Linked DNA regions of Mus musculus: all the other regions are linked to region 1. The links are chromatin contacts, called in public HiCAR-type maps. All regions are on one chromosome and are shown on one strand. Each heading gives the region's core, a stretch centred on a gene start, on an enhancer-like site or on the middle of the called end of the contact. The rest is flanking DNA. Distances are from core to core; before and after follow the strand shown.

Region 1 (2,739 bases), core at 105-2,604:
ATTCTCTTGAGTGGGGAGAGCAGGGGTGTGTTCATCCAGTCCACAGCTCCCCCGTGCTCAGGCCAGTTCGGTTCCATTTCAGAGCTGTTCATTCAGCACGGCCCGCTCATCAATCATGCCGGGAAACAGCTCCTGATTAGCTGGCTACCTCCACATCCGCCACCCCCCACGGCTGGCCTGCCAGTCTCTCACGACTGTATTACCGTGTGCAATTTCAAATTAGTGGCTAGCATCCACACAGCAATTTCAATTTGCTTTTCTGCAGTTAGCTCCACAAAATGAGCATCGCAGCCAGCGCCAACAAAGCAAGCAGTTCCCCGGTGGAGACCTATTGTGGCAGCAGGGAAGGCTGGGGCCAGATGAAGTAACAAAGGGTAATGGGGCAGTAAATGCAGGAGCAGGCGCCCTTGTCTCAGTCTGTACCTTCGTCTCTGACGTGACTGACCGTTTGCTTACAGTAACATCAGGAGGCAGGCACCAGCAAGGGTCTGCCGGGGCAGAGCTGGGCTCTTCAAAGCAGGATGGTTGGACCCCTTATCCCCTCCCCACAAGACTGGGCTTTTCTGAAAATTCTGAGATGGAGGAACATGAGTGAGCAGCAGGAGAAAGAGAAAAAGGAGGAGGAGGAGGAAGAGGGACAGGAAGAGGAGGAGGAATTCCAGAGCTTTTCATCTTTGGCTCCTAAGACAAGAGGTCTTCAAAGGCAGGACCGGGGAGAAATCTAGCATGGTCCCAGGGGTGCTATGGGAGACAGGGAAGGACTGATGGCTGGACATGAAGCAGAAGGAAATGTCTCTGCATTAAGGCTCTTCCGCGTGTGTGATTTGTGGTCTTCAAAAGCAGGGGATCCCCCTGACGGCCAAGGATCTTCTAGCTGGTGTGAACAGAACAAACATTTAATTTGTCCACAGTGGGGCTGTGCCTCTAGAACCTTCCATATCCTACAGAACAGACCCAGCCATGGATGGCAGTTGTGGGGTCATGGAGGCAAGACGGAGGGTGGGTGTGGGGCCTAGAGAGGTGGTTCATCTGTACCACAGACATCTCCATCTCTGCCAGCTTCCTGCCTTCCCTATGTGAGCTGTCTCAATCTTCCTGCCCATTCGCCTCTGGATCTTTCATTAATCACACCCCTCAGATTTTTTTTTTCTTTTTCTTTTTTGCGGACTTGGGTTGCTATAAAGCTAAGGGCTCTTGGGAAAGGAAGCCAGACAAATTTCCTGAACTCAGAGGTTCTTTGGGCTGGTGACTAAGTAGAGACTAAGAGAGATCAAGTTACTTGACGGCAGACACACAGCCAGCTAAGGAGAATGGCCTCCTGAGTTTCACATTCCCAGGCTGGAGTCCCGTAGGAGAGTGAATCACTACGTCTATGAGCAATCCACATTATGATGACACCATGTATGCGAACCCTGGCTAAGTCAGACTGGGACTTCTTTTTCTTTCCTCCCTCAATGTCTCAACATGGTCAGCAGAGGGCGCTAACCACTGGCTTCCCAGATGTAACAAATATGTAACAAATGAGTCTTCCTAAGAGGTTTTAAAATGACAGGGCAATCAGGGCTCATTTGGAGAAGCAAAGATTGAGCTTTTGGGCTTTACCCAAATCACCTCTACCTGCTGAAAGTGATGTATAATACATAAGTGATTAAAATCCTTACAGATTTAATCAGAAATTCACAGCTAACCACTATTTGCTTTGGTACAAATTGGTGTGGAATAACAAGCCCGTGTATCTTTTTTTTTTTTTTTTCTTTTTAACTTGTGGGAAATTTTCTGGTGATTTGTGGGGGGAAGTGTGGGGGAGGGGGGCATTGAAAGGAGAGAAAAGAAGGAAGGAAGCAATTGAGACGGAGCTCCCCAGAGGCCCTGGATGCAGGGCACTTAGCTGTGCTGTTGATGGCCTTTGTTCGAGAATTTCGAGCCCTTTGCTATTTATTATTATGAACAATAGGAAATGGTAATAATAACTGTGTGTGCCTCTGGTTGTAACTGAGCAAAGTTCTCTGAATTGTTTCTTCTGAATCATGTTTGGACTGAAAAACTTCCCTCCTTCGCTTTATTTTTTTTTTTCCTCCCAAATTATGCCTCATAAAAACCGAGGCGCTGGCTTCTTTCAAACCCTGACAGGCACTTATGGCAGAGAGAGCCTTCTGTGGAAGGACTTAAAGCCCCCAGAGTCTCCTTGGAAATCTAAGACATTCTTGAAACGTGGAGCTGTCCCCCTGTGAGGGGAAACATCAGAGAATGAAGACTGGGTGCCAGGGAAGACTCACCCGTTTCTCTGCCTGCGGGACTTTTTTGTAGAAGGTTTTTTCTGTGTCTTGGATCCACACCACGGAAGGCTGAAGCTGGCGAGCCACCTGTGGAGGACAAGAGCCAGCCTAGGGGTGAATGTGTTTCTTCCTGAGGGACACTTGTCCTCTTTCCCTGAAGCCTGACTGGGGGACATCCCTGGCACACCTTGAGGAAGGCAGACCCTTGATGTCACCCAGAAGTGAGCTTGTTCACCTGCCTCATGGAGGCTAGCATCCATGGGTTTTGCATCTCAGTACCTGCCTAGGAGGTGGGGCCATAGGGTGGGACAGGCCTCCACCACTGCAGGCCCGTCTTAGTGGACATATTCCTGTATCAGAGCCCAGAGCCCCTGCCTGGTTTGGTTTGTCATAAGTCACTGGTTCTCGGCTGAAAATGAATGGGAACAGGACCATGTGCTCTAAACACAGGCTACTCACATTC
Region 2 (2,739 bases), core at 99-2,598, 470 kb after region 1:
ATTGTGAGGACCTGCTTTCCTCTGAACCATCCATGGGAAAAGCTGGGCGAGGAGGCAGTTACTTGTAATCCCAGCAGGAGGGAGGCACAGGTAGGAGGCTCCCTAGGACTCTGTGGCCAGCCAGCTTAGCTTCGTTGTTGAAGCGAGCAGGAGTCCCAGTGAGAAGCTCCGGTTCAAAATCCAAGGTAGGGTGTGGCTGACAGATGGTGCCATGGTTAAAAGTGCTGGTTGGGCAAGCTTGAGGACCTGAGCTTGAAAAAAAATGTTGATTGTGGTTACATGTGCTCTTGGAGATAAAGACAGGGGAATTTCTGGGGTTTGTTGACCTCTGGCCTATAGACACACACACACACACACACACACACACACACACACACGTACACATACATACACACACACTCACACAGGCACACACACACCCCAACAAACCAACAAAACCAATATATCCAGCTCCCAAGAAACAACACTCAAGGATGAATTCTGACTTCCACGTACATATGTGTGCACATATCCTTCCCATCCAAACATATATACACAAACATACATATAAATAAATGAATGAAGAAATATAGGAGCCAACCCTTCTGCAAGGAAATGTGTCTTTGGTGTCCACCTGCCAAAGTGTGTTCTAAACCACTGAGCTGCCTACAGGCTCAAGGGTATGACTCAGTTGTCCCATAACACGACAACCTCCATTTTACTCTCTGAGATGCCTTATAACTGAACTTTTGTAAACCCCCATGCTAGAGGTAACAGTGGTGAGTGACAGGCTTGTTCAAGCTGGATTGCCAAACCCTGCCTGTGTCTCTTACTCATGGGATTGTGGTCAGGGTGTCAATAGCCATCCAAAGGGGTAAGGGTCTTTATAATCCACCATAAGGTTCAATACTTCCATCTGCAGAAAAGCCAGGCTCAGGCCTCACCCAAGGAAGGCTTAGAAAGGGCACTTGGGCATTTTATTAAGCAGGTGTGTTTAAACTGGCTCTCCTTAAAAATATGCTTGGGCTTTTCTTTCAATAGAGAAATGTCACCCAGCTTAAAGCAGTGAAGACACACCCGACACCATTCTTTTCAGTTTTGAAAGGACTTTTCGTACAATCAGGTGGTATGTTACACAACCGAACTGCCCGTCACCTCCCTCTGGGTTTCCATGGGTGTTTGTTTCTTTTTAATTCTAGAGATGAGACATCTGTTCTCCACTCTCGCTCTGGGACAGTAGCTCTTCTCCATGACCCAAACTATCCCCAGCTGTGTCCTTTGGAACGGAGAGCATGACCCTCTCTCTGTGTGGAACACTCCGCACCCAGGAGGCATCATTCTGAACTCCATTCAGGATGGAGCCTTCCAGACCTTCATCATCTCAAAACTATGTGCAGGGCAGCAAGACTGTACTCATGACCCAGGGTGACCACGTACTCTCTCCTCCTCAGAACCTGATCTTTGGAGAAGCAGCCATGGTGCACAGAGGAAGGCGATCGCCATGGTGCCCCCAAAGCTCCAGCAGCCATGTGCTAATAATGCAAGAAGCTGAAGGAGATTGAGGGGGAGACTTGGCTCAGAGACTGGAAACAGAAATGATAAGCGAAGTGATGCTTAATTAAAAGCACATTTGTAAAAAGATCAGGCCTGGCCAAAAAAAAAAAAAAAAAAAAAAATGACAACGATAGCTAAACTTTTAAAATCAAGTCACTCTCTCCTGAGATTTCTTCCAGAGCCAGGCTGAATTCAGGACTCTGGGTTTTGTCTTCTAGGAGAGTCTGCAGATCTGGGGAGGAATGGGGGGCAGGCAGTGAGGGGGAGGTAAGCTAAGTGACAAAGTGCTAGCTCCTGGGGCGTCTGCAAAGGGCAGGGCTTCTCCAAGCATGACCCGAGATATGAAAGGCCATGGCAGGAATGAGGCAAAACTCAAACATGCCTCACCTACGTGCCAGCCACAAACCCAGGGCAGACACCGCAAACACACATGAATGGCTTCACAAGGATGGAGGTCCCGAAACAAAAACCTGAACTCCAAATCATGAATGTCCTGGGAAAATGGATCACTCTGTAAAGTGCCTGCCTTGCAAGCACAAGGACATGAGTGTAAACCTCAGAACTCACAAACTCACATACAAAGAAAAAAAAAAAGCCCTAGCCTGTGCTTATATCGATACTTGGATGCAGAGGCAGATGGATCCCTTAGACCCACCAACCAGCTTAGCCGACTCCTAGCTCAACGAGAGACCCTGTCTCAAAAAAAAAAAAAAAAAGAAAGAAAGAAAGAAAGAAAGGTGAATGATATCCAAGGAATGACACCAGAGGTACTCCTATGGATAACACACACAAGAATCTATGCACACACATGCACAGGCATATACTCACACACACATATGCACACACACAGAGACATACATACACACATGCACACATGCACTTGTACGCAGAGAAAAGCAGATTCTCAGGAGTAGTTTGAGGTGCATCTTCATCTTTGGAAAACATTAGTTTAAATCTCAGAAAACAGACCTGCAACTCACAGGAGAAATTACAGGAAGGTGCATTTTTCAACTACAAAACCTTCCAAGAACAAGGCTGTAGAACAGGAGATGGAGATGGCCTCTCTACCCTACTCCCTGGACTCCCAGCCCCTCTCCTGGAATGATTACACAGGGAGACTCAATGGTCACAGGCAGAGCTACCACATTCACATCTGCCTGTGAATGAAGACTGCTTGCAGATGTGTCCACATTGCCGTTCAGGAAA
Region 3 (2,739 bases), core at 125-2,624, 450 kb after region 1:
CGGAAAGTAAATTAAAAGGTCCGCATTCTCGAGGCAGTCATGTTGAGGGGAGAAAATATGTATAGCTGTGCAGAAGGATTCGCCAAAAGGGTTTTTATGAACTTGGCAAAAAAATAAATAATTTTGAAAAGTATCCAGAACAATTGGCTTGAACTTCTAAAAGACAATCTGAGACACAAGTGTACCACAGACGACCGTTGTGGTCTTGTCTCGCAGTTATTAAAATGTGTTTTAAGAGTGACGTTCATGGGTTTGTTAGATTGTTGGATAGGCGTCTGAGGGACACGTCGAATATAGGGCACAGTGTGGAAGAGAAGGAGATTGCACACAGCACAGACAGCCCCATGTGCAACGTGACATGCCCAGAGCCACATTTAATAACAGGAAATATAATTAGACAAAGTGGGTTTAATCACATGGTTGATTTAATGCCATATAACAAGCCAAACTGTCATCATTTCAGTGTATGATTGACCAAAAAAAAAAAAAAATCACTGATGAGAGTTTTGGGTTTTGCATTCTGATTTTTGTTTTTGGTGTATGGAAGGCTTTGACCTCTGAACTATCTTCTTTCAGGTGTTCAGTGATAACGGTGACTAGGGGAAATTATAACTTCTGTGGTAGTCTGAATGAAAAAGGACCCCATAGGTTCATAGGGAGTGGCACTTCTAGAAGGTGTGGCCTTGTTGGAGGAAGTATGTCACTGTGGGTGAGCTTTGAGGCCTCAGAAGCTCAAGCCAGACCCCAGTGTCACTCTCTCTTCCTGCTCTCTGCAGATCCAAATATAGAACTCTCAGCTACCTCTCCAGTACCATGTCTGCCTGTGTGCCACTGTGCTTCCTGCCACAACGACAGTGGACTAATGGAGTAAACCTCTGAACTGTAAGCCAGCCCCCATTTAAATGCAGTGATTACAGTGTCTCTTTATAGCAACTAAAATCCTAAGAGAACCTTATATTATACATCACAGGCTGGTGAATTTTATGTGTTTTTACATCATTAAGAAGAAAAGTGTGCAAGGAGATTAGGTGAATGGTATGATGTCCCCATAATCATTTGAAGATTCTAGAAGCCAATCACAATGAATCAAAATCACATTGCAAGTCATTAGATGCACTAAGGTCTAGACAAAATAGATTATAAGTAAAACCCAAGTCAGAAAAGCCAATTGTCAAGAAGACTGGGTGGCCCTGAGCATCCGGAGGCCTGAGACGTCAGATGTTATGAGCTGGGCTGCCTGTATACTGGGCAAGTCCTAGGAAGGTGGTTTGACATCCATGGCCCAGGGCTCAAAAAACATAGACTGTCTCAAGAGTGATTCAGACAGCTGCCTGCATCAGGCAGCCCTGGTGGGGTGAGGCAGCATACAGAAGTTTCCAGGCAATGATCCATTTTGGAAGTCCAGAAGGGTGTTGACCAATGTTGGAGAATTTGTCCAGAGTGACCAGAGCCCTGCCAAGGAAACTCCACCCAGAACTGGAGCTGTGCCCTGGGAAGGAGGCCACAGGGAGTCAGGCTGTCCTAAGACCTACCAAGGTCTTGGGGGAGGTGCCAATCCTGGAAGAAGGGATGTTCTCAGGACCTCAGACACTCAGTCCAGACAGAGAACAAGGTGAGGTGGATGCCTGAGGAAACAGAAACTGAAACAGGGAATTGCCACAGGCCACCCCATGTGCCACCAGATTGCCTCAGGGAAGTCCTAACTCACTCTGCCTCTAGTTAGACTGGGGACACGGTTTAGAGGAGTAATGGAGGTTAAATTAGGCCATGTGGTAAGCTCAACTGGAATTGTAAGACTCTGGGGAGCCTTAGCTTACTGGAGACTCCCTGAGTGAACCACATGAAGACAGGATCGATGCAAAAAACAAGAGGAATTTATTGTTCCAGTGCACTGGGGTCGTCCCAGACCCGAAGGAGAGGCGGCGACCCCAAGCACCAGCTCAGTTTTTATATGGTTTCTAAGGGCAGAACAGAGAACAACTAGGCACAATATGATTGGTGGAACAGTGCACCCTTTAAACTGATTGGTCTTTAGGGAATGAGGTGACAAGGACTTTCCTTGTCTGAAGGTGAGCAATGGTCAGTCCTGTGGAATGTGTCCCCACCCACAGGTCAGGTCGGTCCCAGCCCTTTGGTCTGAGAAATGCTAATTAGCCTTCCCCTTCTGGAGGGGCGAGTGTTTCATGACCTTCCCAAAGTTCCTGAGCTGACGACCTTTTCAGAAGCAGAAATTGGGACACAAATTCACATCATAATATGTTATGAAGACACAAGCATGGCAGCCACCGACATGCCCAGGAGACAGGAGAATCAGCACCTGATCTCTGTCATCCAACCTCTGAACCCTTGAGAATATGCATGATTAGTGTTTAAACTGCTTCATCTGTGGTGCTCTGTTGTGGCTTCCCTAACACACCCTAACACTGGAGCAGAAACAGATTACCACACCTTGGGGATCACCCCCAAGAATGCAGGAAAAGACTCAGCAGGAGCATAGCACCATGGCACAAAGCCCTGTGAACTTCTTGGGCAAGAGTATCCTCATTTGAAGATCAAGAATCAGTGCTAATCCCTGCCTCGAAAGCCTGCAGCCAGTACCATACAGGGACAATGTGGAGTATGGCAGATCAAAGCTAGGGTGCTCAGCTGAATTCAAATTTTAAATAAGCAATCATTTTTAAGTACAGTTCCCAAATATTGCAGCAAACATACTTCTTTTGAAGAATTATGAAGGGGCCT

The links. HiCAR-type assays count read pairs that join an accessible place to other places.
Region 2: a HiCAR-type map of fibro-adipogenic progenitors shows a contact between it and region 1, with 4 times the contacts expected there. The contact joins two enhancer-like sites. A contact is called at or near these places in 3 of 115 datasets of contacts at active chromatin or transcription factors (embryonic basal ganglia, embryonic stem cells and fibro-adipogenic progenitors) and 3 of 9 other capture datasets (adipose tissue, embryonic stem cells and pancreatic islet).
Region 3: a contact with region 1 is called in a HiCAR-type map of fibro-adipogenic progenitors, with 3 times the contacts expected there. The contact joins two enhancer-like sites. A contact is called at or near these places in 1 of 39 promoter capture datasets (hippocampal neurons), 1 of 15 datasets of contacts at CTCF or cohesin (the NIH/3T3 cell line), 4 of 484 Hi-C or Micro-C datasets (adipose-derived mesenchymal stem cells, cerebral cortex, embryonic fibroblasts and 1 more), 6 of 115 datasets of contacts at active chromatin or transcription factors (cardiomyocytes, embryonic basal ganglia, embryonic fibroblasts and 3 more) and 2 of 9 other capture datasets (embryonic stem cells and pancreatic islet).

What each region holds. Positions count from the first base shown.
Region 1 is chr1:90,050,112-90,052,850 of GRCm38.p6, forward strand. Iqca (IQ motif containing with AAA domain) reads right to left here. Exons shown (of 19, transcript NM_001368722.1): 16 at 2,277-2,363. Among named protein-coding and RNA genes, the nearest start is that of Asb18, 37 kb to the left of the region's middle. Within about 2 kb of position 1,355, at least 72 of the 459 cell types and tissues checked have an H3K27ac peak or open chromatin away from gene starts, as enhancers often do. A contact at or near this core is called in adipose tissue and fibro-adipogenic progenitors, where this site is marked.
Region 2 is chr1:90,521,188-90,523,926 of GRCm38.p6, forward strand. It overlaps a transcript of Gm35048 not described here. Among named protein-coding and RNA genes, the nearest start is that of Gm35048, 16 kb to the left of the region's middle. Within about 2 kb of position 1,349, at least 15 of the 459 cell types and tissues checked have an H3K27ac peak or open chromatin away from gene starts, as enhancers often do. A contact at or near this core is called in adipose tissue and fibro-adipogenic progenitors, where this site is marked.
Region 3 is chr1:90,496,302-90,499,040 of GRCm38.p6, forward strand. All of the region lies in intron 1 of Gm28722 (a long non-coding RNA gene), which reads right to left. Among named protein-coding and RNA genes, the nearest start is that of Gm28722, 6.3 kb to the right of the region's middle. Within about 2 kb of position 1,375, at least 33 of the 459 cell types and tissues checked have an H3K27ac peak or open chromatin away from gene starts, as enhancers often do. A contact at or near this core is called in fibro-adipogenic progenitors, where this site is marked.